Linked DNA regions of Mus musculus: region 1 is linked to region 2. Evidence: chromatin contacts called from public HiChIP or PLAC-seq data. All regions are on one chromosome and are shown on one strand. Each heading gives the region's core, a stretch centred on a gene start, on an enhancer-like site or on the middle of the called end of the contact. The rest is flanking DNA. Distances are from core to core; before and after follow the strand shown. Region 1 overlaps Dnm3 (dynamin 3). Region 2 holds the start of 2810442N19Rik (RIKEN cDNA 2810442N19 gene).

Region 1 (5,156 bases), core at 188-2,687, 72 kb after region 2:
TAAGGCCCCTTCAAAGCCAGTGAACGGATCGAGTTCAGTTTTGCCAACAAAGCCTGCCATACTGCCCTTTAAGGCTCCAGTTTGGAGGTTTTATAACTGCACAAGCTTTGATTTGGGGTCAGTTCTTCAGCTACACTGAGTTCCATCAGTTTGAGGAACCCTTCTGTGACAAATCCTTACCATTCCTTTGCTCAGAGTTGGTCTTTTTCTTTTGCGTGACCCCTCTGACATGTCCCATAACCAGCTCTGAAAACATAACTTATTTCCCTTCCAAGAAGGCCAAAACAGAGCAGCCACTGTGGCCATCCACACACATTTCCCCTGACATTTGCATTGCCCCATAGACTCCTTGGAATGGCCAGCAGAGGGTGGCTATCCCAAGATACATAGAATCACGTTTGTCAAGACAGCATGCAGGAGCAGAGGCTGGGCATGCAGGAGCAGGGGCCGGGGAGACAGGAAACACAGAAGAGCCGCACTAGGGCAGAGAACTTACTTTGTTGCTCCCCTGTGCATGCAGTCACAAGGAAGGGAAAAAAAAGTGAGAGAAATATGTTAAACACAAATTTATTTCAAAATTATGAGGTTTTTCCTTGCTGGATCGGAATCCGAATGAATAGCTGAACCCTTCGATAACTTCCCATTGTGTACATCCAGGGCTCAGGCCTGAGTCAGAGAATCCGTGTAGGTAGGGGGAGTGAAGTCCCGCGTTTACAACAGTGTGGCGATATCCCTCCATTGCTTTCTACTCAGAATACTTGGGCTATGGGAGCCAAGCCAGAAAGAATTGGTTTGAATCGGTAATAAGTGAACCGCTAGCATAAAAGGCAGAGAAGTCAGTGTGCTGGCTCGTCTTTCCTGACAGCCCTTCCTCCAACATGCCAAGCATGGAAAATTTCATCAGTCATTACTTTATTTTTTTTAAAACAAAACAAAACAAAACAAAACAAAACAAAACAAAACAAAAAACAACAAAACAAGCACTGCATTCTTGGTTTCAACGAAGGTGGAATTAAATTAGTTCTTTCTTTCTTTCTTTCTTTCTTTCTTTCTTTCTTTCTTTCTTTCTTTCTCTCTCTCTCTCTCTCTCTTTCCTTCCTTCCTTCCCTCCCTCCCTCCCTCCCTCCCTCCCTCCCTCCCTCCCTCCCTCCTTCCTTCCTTCCTTCCTTCTTTCCTTCCTTCTCAAAGAAAAGAAGCAAGTACTGAGGCATGGAGTGGGTGGTTTGGGACAACAGAGGAAGCAAACCCAAGTTATAGACTCCTTCTGAGCCTTTCTTTTCTTTGGTAAGTTATGAGTTTCTGTCTTGGGTTGGCATGGGAAGTCAAGACTGTAGAGTGGGGCTTTGGCCAAAATAAACAGTACTCCATAGTCAGCAACATGGGATCTGGAAAGGTTAGTCACAAAACCGTCATCAACATTTCTAAATGCAAATACTGTGTGTGTGGAGACAGGGCATCCAGGGGCGAGTGGCAGCCTGTGACTCTCCTGTTGCTAACCGAAGCTGGGAGAGCATGATTTACATCGAACAATTGAACTCACATATGGCCTAAGAAAATAAAACGGTGATTCATTGCTCCTAGAGCAGCCCGAGTCCTTGCAAGGTCAGTTCCTGTGGGGCAGACGTGGTGGGATGTGAGCCCGGAACGGATCTGAGTTTCTCCTCACAGGGGCCCAGAAGAAACGCCTTGCTGAGATGTGAGGTTTGCAGAGAGCTGTGAGGGAAGTGTGTGCATCAGAAGGAAAGCCTGGGGTAGGGGCCTGCCCTTTACATTTAGTTTGAGGATTTAAGGGGGAGGGGGAAACACACCAGGAAACATTCTGAGAGAGTGGGAAGGCGATGACCCCGGGAGAGGGTTTCCTTGAGTTCCATGCCTGCTGCTGACCTTAAGAAAACCACCTTTCCCAGGGACCATTTCAGCCATTGTATTTAACAAGGAAAATATAAAGGCATTGATAAAATCCTATAGAGAGGTTTCTTTAGCACTGGGCTGCCATAGTACAGCTGTTTGCACACTAGTTTATCAGATGCATAAATAATGACATAAGAATGAATGAAGTAAAAAACTAAACTAAACAAAACAAAACCCCAGAGGAATCCTTCCTAGAGGGGATGCCAACTGCTCAGTAAGACAGTAAAGACCCCACTGGGGAGGGATTTTACTATGGGTAAAAGACCATTTTCTAGAATAATGGGACCCTGGTTCTCCTAAGAAGAACAATATTGCTGGAAATACCTCAGACAGATGGAGTTTATTGCATTCCACAGCAGAGCAGCTTTTGATCTAGCAAATCAGTTTCAGGAGTTCAACCAAGTGTTTCTGGACACTCGGGGATGACTAGCTTCCCTGCGCAGTGGCAGATGGTGCGAGTAGCGGCAACAATGATGTCACTGTGTAGGATGCCCTGATCCTTAAATAAAAGACACAATGGAAGCAGAGAACATGGCGTGGCCTGGCCAGTTGCCGGTTCAGTCAGCCAGTTCCCAGTCATCTATTTGGTGACAGCCATGGATGGCAGTTCTGAGTGGTGGATAATGTTTTTATAATGTTCTCCACTACTCTTGTTGACAATAGCTTACGTCTGAATCCTTGAAAGTGTTTTTCCATGGAAGGGTAACTAAGACCTTTGGAATTGGACACACAGCTGCTCAAAGTTCTGGGAGAAACACTGCTGTAGTAGTGGTTGTAGTGGGGTATCAGACCCTCCCACTCCTACACAGACTGTTGGTTGCAAGGTTCTCCGTATATCCCTCAGTTTCTACCTGCTACAGGACCCTTCTGGCTGGCATACATCACCCCCTACCCTAAACTTCTCTAGCCCAGGGGCTGGGCTGCCCTACCACCAGATGCCCTTCTTTATATAATCCAGCTACCTTGGTGACCTGGTCTTTCTCATCTACTCTCTTGGCCAGTCTCTTGGCCCAGGCTGCCCGTCTTGGTCCTCAGCTGCTCTCCCCTCTCCTTTCTCTTCACATGGTCCAACTCATCATGGTCACGTCCACTCTGGACTCTCCCAGAGGTCCCTGCCCCTGCCTATGTCTCCTTTTTATCTACAATAAACTCTCTTCTCTGCCATACCAAGGTGCTTTCATAGCCTCTCCTTTGTTATTTCTTTTTTTTTTATTCAATTATATTAGTAAATGTTTGTAAAAGTCTACAACCATTCCTCTTTTACCCATTTGGGGATACATAGGGACCCTTTCTTCTAACTTTTTCTTTGACACAAAGGAAAAGTCACTGTAGACTCTTCTAAAAGTAACATTTCTGAGGTACCAAAGGGACCTCGGTAGAAGATGGTTCCATCTCAGGTTGATTATAGCTGCAGCGTCCTGAGTTCACAGAAAAAGCTGGGGTTCGGGGTTCAGAGTTGTTTTGTTTTTCTACCATTAGGTTGAGTTTCTGAAGAAGCAGTTTACACTGGTTCACACTGGAGGAGGAGGAAGATATGTAACAGAAACCCCTCTGTATAGAAGTTTCTCTCTGTGTGTGTGTGTGTGTGTGTGTGTGTGTGTGTGTGTGTGTGTGTGTGTGATGTTTTACAGGAAACAGAAACCTTTTAAAATGCTCTAAGGTTTCTTAACTGACTTCACACCAAATCATTTCCAGGGCATGCCTGGATCTCACATCGCCTTTTTCCATAGCTGGAGGGCCAGCTTCTAAAGGCAGGCGTGAGGCTTTTGGGTTGCCTCACAGCCTGTGGGCTAAATCCTGTCCTCCATTTTCAACCTTGAAGTTTGGCCTGTCCCACAGGCACTCTTAGGACTCCCTCTAAACAACCAGGCTTACTAGACAACAGATAAGAAATTTCTCTCTGATACCATCAAATCTGACTAATAGCTTCCAAAGAATATTTAGCCATACAATTGAGAATTGCAGCTTTGTCTGCACATTCAGGATGCCAAAGAATAATAAAGGCTGAGCCATGAACACAGTCATCAGTTAAAGGGAAGGAGTTTGTGTTGATACACCAGAACCTGCTCTCTGAGGGAGGCGCTATTCAAGCTTAGAGAAGTAGAAAAGACTAGAGAATTAGCTGAGGTGCCTACATCACAGGACTTAAACAAAGAATAGATTTGTTCCCATGTCTACCCTATTCCGATGCATACTTCATGGGTCAAAGAGTTTGAATTTAGAATTCCTTAATGTTGTATTGAAAACCAATGATTGGTGTTCAAAAGTCATTGTTTATCATATCACGCTCCTTAGATCAGATTCATACTTATTTGTCCTAAAATTTAGGAGTAACGCTTATACAGATGTGTTGGTAAATAGTCTTTTGAAAGTTTTAATAGGCCCTAAGAATTGGTATACAAGCATAATTTATATCTTATTCTGAACAGTTAGCTAGAGATTCCACTAAAAAAATTTTTATTTTGAAACTGTGTAAAGCCCTGTATACTTAGCAACATGCAGTTTTATAGTGGTGATAACTTCAACTTAATAGCCGAAGGAGGAGACAAGGAGGGAGGTTCAGCTCCCCACGTTGTCCTCTGAACTACACACACACTATGTACATACATGTACACCATATAGACACACATATGCTCACAAAGGCACCTATATCTAGCTAGTCACATACATGCCCTGCACAGCTTAAAAATAAGGATTTCCCCTCAAGTCAACTTTAGATACCTGTATAGAAAGCAGAACTGTTTCTAGTGGACCAACTAACTGATTTGTTAGGGACTCTGTGACTGTAGACACGAAAGCAAAACACACTGTTCACAAGTCCTAACATTTTGCTTAATGATATCAGGCTTTGGGTTAAGCTGATGGCATCAACTCTTTCTACGTAATGGAGGACTACCGAGAACCATCACTGCTAGATGTAACTGAGCGTGTTCACAAAATGAGATCGGTAGCTGAACAGTTGCCTTGATGGATCTCAACAGTTGGCTGCCATTAGACATCAAATACCAGGCAACTTAAGAGGACCCGAGGGACCACACAGTGCACAGGAAACACCAATGCCATGCTCAAAGAACTCTGAGAAAAGTGACAGTTGGAGCATACTGCTGACTTTAGTTTCCCGGTTTGTTTTTTAATCCCCTGTAAATATCTGTTCATCTCCATCTCCTGTGTGATGGTCACAAGCGTACACTGATGAGCACATGAAAATTCCACTCAAAGAGTCAAAACAAGCTGGATAACACAGC
Region 2 (5,617 bases), core at 1,432-3,931:
AAGGTTAAAAATTCTTATACTGGCTTTCCAGTATGAAATATTAAGATGTGGGAAGAGTCATTTAGAGTATTGGAAATATTAAGGCACTTTATATTGCAGGGCAGAACACTAACCACTGTACTCACAGACTATTATTTCAATATCTACTCACTGCGGACTCCTGATCTGAACCGAAGATCACCTGGCCAGGTTAACTGCAGGCTCCTGGTGAAGTTACAGGGGTTTCTCTTGAGTATTATCTATTTATTGGTACTTTTAAAGCTTTAAGTCGCCTTTCCTGCTATGGGTTTGCAGAGCTTCGTTTTATTTTGGTGTCAGGCCTAGATATGTGGAGGGAAAGTCCTGCCATGGTTTGTCTAGTTAACACATCCACTAATGTCTCCTTCATTTTTCACCCCAAAGCCAATAATTAAGATATTGTAGAACTTGTCTGACGTGAGGGTTTATTATTTTAGTTATTAAAACACTTTCTAACACTATAGGGAATGTTTTTAAAAAGCAGTGGATGTTGGGCTTAGATCTTTTTACGGCCTTTCTTTGTGACTGCAACCATAGTGGCAGGGAGTAGGCAGGTCTTATGTTAGACCTGGGGCATGATACTTAAAGGTTTACCTGAAGGAAAATTTCATTCAGTCCTAAAATTATCTTTGAGATCACACTATGAACTTAAAAGCATACACACGGTCCAGAATTCGTCTTACGTTAGTATTCATTGTCAAGCAAGCTACCTCAAGGATTATAAAATGCCTTATATATTTTTCCCCACTGGACAATATAGCATACACCTATAATCTGAACACTTGAGAAGTAGGGGCAGGAAGATTAGACATTCAAGGCTGGAGGTGGCAATAAAGTAAATTCAGGGACACAGTAGACTATGTGAGACTTTGACTCAAAAAGTAAGAACAAAACAAAATAGCCAGATAATCAGGCTAAGTGCCTGTAAATCAATGTCATACTGAAGTGTGCAGATGAAGGGGACATCTAGATACTGCTGCTTCAGAATATCTAAAGCCAAATTCGAATGTTTATATGGTGGAGGCAAAAGGGATATTCGGTTGTAGACTAAGGCCATTTTCCTGATTATACTGAAAGCCAACTAAGGCCCTTCTCACGCTGTGTGCCTTTTTTGAAGTGGGAGATGGATCAGGATCTTACTGTGTGCCTCATGATGGCCTGAACTGGCTTTGTAGCCAAGGCTGGCCTTAAATTCATGATCCTCCTGCCTCAGCCTCAGCCTCAGCCTTGCAGGCTTATGGGGGGCTATAAGAGATCATGTCCACCTTTATTTTAGCTTGTCTCCGTTTCCAGACCTTTCCTTGAAGCTTTGGATATGTTTGTGGTAGAGTATCTAGGTTGGTTCAGTCTTCATTTTCTTCTCTCTCAGCTTCTATGTCATCCTTTCCACCAAAGAAAGGATGCTGCTTATTGGCGACTCTCATGTTGACCTGTGCATTCGTGGGGTTTCCGTAAGAGCAGGGAGGAGAGCCATTATACCTTGTTTCATTTTCTGGTGCTTAGATCACTCCCTGTGTGGGCAATTGGATCAAGAGGCTCAACGCTACCCCTGATGCTGAGACGTGGAGAAGTTGGCTAATTTCCCTTTTGATTATGCTCCGACCCCTGCTCCCCGCCCCCAGGGCCTGTGAATGGAATGGGTTCATGTGATTCATGGGAACCGATTATTCTGACTGAAAAACAAAGAGTGGATATTTCTCAGTGCTTGGTGGGAATGCTTAAAAATAAATTAGAGCATTTGGTATTTGTGGTTTTGCCTATCATGTGGCTCTGAAGCCTGAGGAGCAGCCAGATGCAAGGAATGAGGGAGCTGTGGTGTGGAGAGAGTCCCTGAATACCTCATGGCTTTCGACATTGCCCTGCGTTGGAGTTCTATTTTGGGCTAGTGCTGCCATGTGATCTAAACATGTAAATGCTCAAGTAATGTGGCGTCATTAAACATGTAGTGTCTCTCAGGCTCAGAGCCTTCCCAGAAACCCCCACTCTGGCCCTGACAACTCTAGCCTGACCAGAAGTGGAATATCCTTCTGGCAACAGCATTGGTGAGCCAGATGGAAACCATTTGGCAACTAAAGGGTGTAAATACGTGTTTAGATCCAGAGGTTTCCCCAGACAATGCATCCAGTATGTTTGGCATGGGTAGGCTAAGGAATGTCAGCGCCGGGCACTTAACAATTCTATGTTTAAGCATCGATAAATGCATGAGGAGCCAGCAGAGCCAACACGCGCTCAGCTGACTCCTTCCCTCCTTTCTTCCGCTGCTGCAGTTAGGCGTCCCAGGCACATTCACAGAGCAAGACGCTCCACTGACAAGTTTTAGTTTAAACTTCCTGTCTGCCGTGTAAGGTTTTTTTCTAAGTCTCACTTTTTAATCTCTCATAGTAGCCGGTGAGTTGGGGGAAAGGAAAAGAGGGAAATAAAGAAGCCTCCAGCAGCCTCTTCTTAAGAGTTTACTGCTGAGATAAAAGTTAGCTGTGAAAGAGGTGCAATTCATACACCGTGAGTCTCCGAGGCCTTGGAAAAATATCCCCTCTGACCAGGAATGCCTGAGCATGAAGCCTTCTTGAAAATCGCTTTTTCCTCCCAGCAAGGGCAATGAAAGAAACTTGAGCCCTAGCTAGCCTATGTGTGTCTGCAAGTCTGGATGTCTATTTACACATGGTAGAGCATTTCCCCGCTTTTCTCCGAGCTGACACCAGCTTGTATATAGGGACACTCGGTGGATTACAGCTGGTGACAGTTTACTGCTGACTGGCCACAGGAAAAATAATCGGAATCAATTACGCATTGTCCCTGGCCAGGGCCTCTGTCTTGGCTGTTGTCCTCTATCAATCAGGTGAACCCCAGGGCAGAACTGGGCACCCTGAGATGCAAAAGCGCTTGTCCTGCAGTGACGGAGCTTAGCGACTAAAGATCTCCAAAGGGAACAATGTCAGAGCTACTTGTTCTTGACACAAGACACGGAGGAAGCAGTTGTGTTTGCTTAACTGGAGGCCTGTCACCCGCTGCTTGGCTAACTGCAGTGTACGGTAGGAGGAGCTGTCTCCTGTCTGCGTTCGTGTTATTTGCGTTTTGCATGACGGGAATCTTTCCTAATTTCCCTTTTTGCTTTTACTTTCCTGCCACATAGGATATGTGGGAAAGATTCAGACCCAATGAAAAGAGAAAGGCAAACGTGAGTCTGCCTACACACCACCAAAGAGTTCACAGGTTCTGACCCGAGGAGACACCGGTAATGTATGTGGGCCTTGCCTAAACAGACCGCCAGGCATCTGAACTGTGGCCGAGTGGAAATGCCTGTGTAAAGTCGACTCTACTTCCTTAGTTAGGCCCAAGGAGGAAATCCCCAAAATAATTTGACTTTCACTTAAACCATATTGGAAACAGGACCTGAAGAGTGAAAGAAAACCTTTGACATTCGCCATTGCTTCCTTTCAGTGGACTAGTACATTGTCATAAGAATTGAAGCAGGATACTGGAATAAGAACCGTCATGTAAATAGATTGCACCTTTGGAGGTATATTTAATTAAAGTGGACACTTTTCTTTAGAGAACAGTGGTTTGAAATTTTAGTTTTATGACAACTAATGTTGAACCTGCAGCAGATTATTAATTACATTTGGAGGTCTCAGCACCAATTTATTTCTAATATCAAGGGTTGCCTCATGAGATACCTTGATTGTAAGAATTGTAAGAACAGCTTAAAGTTGTTCTGTCTTTAGCAATTATATTTTTGAGCTATAATATAGCTTGTTTTTCTTTTTTACTTTTAAATCTAGTTGTTGAAAAAAAAAACAAAACAAAAAACAAAAACAGTTCCCTGACAATCCAGACTGTCTGGGTATGATTTTTATTTTTTTCTGTAAGGAAGGCTGGCTAGTTAGGAGAACAGAGAGCTTGCCTCACAGCTGATGTCACAAATCGCAAGGTGATTTCACCACTTGTCCAAATGACACTTGGCTGCTAAAAACACCACAGTTTTAGAGAGCTGTCGAGGAGAGGAGAGGGTAAGTCAGGATGTTTCCGTGTGTGACCGCAGGGGAATGACTCCCAGGCTAGTCACACGGGTTGCTTAATTTCCATGTACTCTGAGCCCCTCGACTTCAAGGCTCGACAGCTTCCTCCTTCACGGCACCAAACCTTGATGTGAGGAACGCAAAGATAGAAGAATGATGGGTTGGGGTTTGTCCTGGCTTGAAATCTAGGGAACTTGCTTACAAAGATGAATAGAAACCTCAAATAAAACAAGGAGACTTTATACACCAAATAGAAAGAAAGGATGCTGTGCTAACTGTAACTTACAACAAATAAAATGTGTGAAAGAGTTGGGAGTTACGGTTAGGCAATGCAAGGCCATCAGAATCAGAGACCAAACATTTAAAACGAAATTATGATGAAAACCAATGGGCCTTAACTTTTGTAATATAGGGCATCAATTGTTTTGGAAAGGGGCCATGTACATCTTTCTGCAAGCAGTGTGCTCTGGTAAGTCAAAGAAACCATGGAAGACACCATGGAGGAGCTCTGGGTGAAGTCTTAGTGCTGCCCTGGGCCTATGTACACACCATGGGGGCTTTGTCTTCCTTGCAAGGCTCACAAGAACATCACTTAAAGGATCAGTTTTTGATTTCGGTCAGATGGGTTGAGCTAAAGCAAAAGCCAAATGGAGTGAACCAGGCTTGGCCATTTTTAAAAGAAACCATCAGAGATGGTGAACGAGGGTGGGTCCGAGAAAGTTCTTCTCTAGCTCGACTTTTTAAAAAGTGGAATATTGAGTGATGAGGTAGGTGAAGTCTGTTCTCCCTTGGCTAGAGACCCTTCCTCACACCCTTATCCCTTTTGACCATTGCAAAAGAGCTTTGTCCTAGGGAAGGGGTGGACAGGGGTTGGGCTTGGGGGGGGGTAAGGACGAATAATCGAAATAGTGTCAGAGTTAGCTAGTGCCAGGAAAAACACACTTGGACTCAGCTAATTTGTTCTGTTAATATCAAAGGCTACACTTGCCAATTATCTAATTTTAAGAAGTGGTAACTGAAAATAGCTACACTAACTCTGAAGTTGGTGTCTGATGGGGACCGGGAGCTTTGTCTTGTCAGAGAGCATGAATGGAGGCAGGAGACATGGGACAGTCTAGATAGTCAAGCCTGTGGCGGGAGGGAGTGGGGAGGGAGGGGGAAATGTCCCAAAGATCACAGATTTATGTAACCCAGCTTACTAATGGCAGGGGTATCCATGCTAGTAGGAGGCTCATTAGTTCGAGTGGAAGTAATTAAAACCCACGTGCAGTTTGCAGTGTTTCTTGCTCTCGCACCAAAAGGCTCCAAAACACAGAAACCAGAACAGCCGAGTGGCTGGGCAAAGCTGAGTCAAAAGTGACTTCAACCCCTTGCCCCAACTCTCCCTGTATATTTGAAATGGAAAGGTATGGTAAAGATTCTGGTTAAAAAGATGGAAAACTCAAGGTTCCTGGGCCACGCCAAGGGCTTTGACGACCTTGGAATAGGGCGAAAAGAAAAGTCGTGATCACTGATTGCTAAAGAGTATCGGGAGGAAGACTGGCTAGGCACACATTAGGGTGGCTTAAAAAATCTTTTGCCTC

Evidence for each region. HiChIP or PLAC-seq counts read pairs in DNA pulled down with a chosen protein or histone mark.
Region 1: a contact with region 2 is called in an H3K27ac HiChIP or PLAC-seq map of embryonic fibroblasts, with 57 read pairs. The contact joins the enhancer-like site here to the promoter of 2810442N19Rik in region 2. A contact is called at or near these places in 13 of 39 promoter capture datasets (the 3T3-L1 cell line, 3T3-L1-derived adipocytes, HPC-7-derived erythroid cells and 9 more), 3 of 15 datasets of contacts at CTCF or cohesin (the NIH/3T3 cell line, large pre-B cells and pro-B cells), 38 of 484 Hi-C or Micro-C datasets (the 3T3-L1 cell line, 3T3-L1-derived adipocytes, the C2C12 cell line and 23 more), 7 of 115 datasets of contacts at active chromatin or transcription factors (the NIH/3T3 cell line, T-cell acute lymphoblastic leukemia, craniofacial prominence and 4 more) and 2 of 9 other capture datasets (embryonic tail and embryonic trunk).

What each region holds. Positions count from the first base shown.
Region 1 is chr1:162,075,279-162,080,434 of GRCm38.p6, forward strand. It overlaps Dnm3 (dynamin 3), which reads right to left. Exons shown (of 21, transcript NM_001038619.2): 17 at 497-508. Among named protein-coding and RNA genes, the nearest start is that of 2810442N19Rik, 73 kb to the left of the region's middle. RefSeq lists an enhancer at 1-2,282. Within about 2 kb of position 1,438, at least 99 of the 459 cell types and tissues checked have an H3K27ac peak or open chromatin away from gene starts, as enhancers often do. A contact at or near this core is called in 3T3-L1-derived adipocytes, the C2C12 cell line, the MC38 cell line and 12 more, where this site is marked.
Region 2 is chr1:162,002,288-162,007,904 of GRCm38.p6, forward strand. It overlaps 2810442N19Rik (RIKEN cDNA 2810442N19 gene), which reads left to right and starts at 2,682. Exons shown (of 3, transcript NR_040562.1): 1 at 2,682-3,047; 2 at 3,149-3,535. The region is part of intron 20 of Dnm3 (dynamin 3); the gene reads right to left.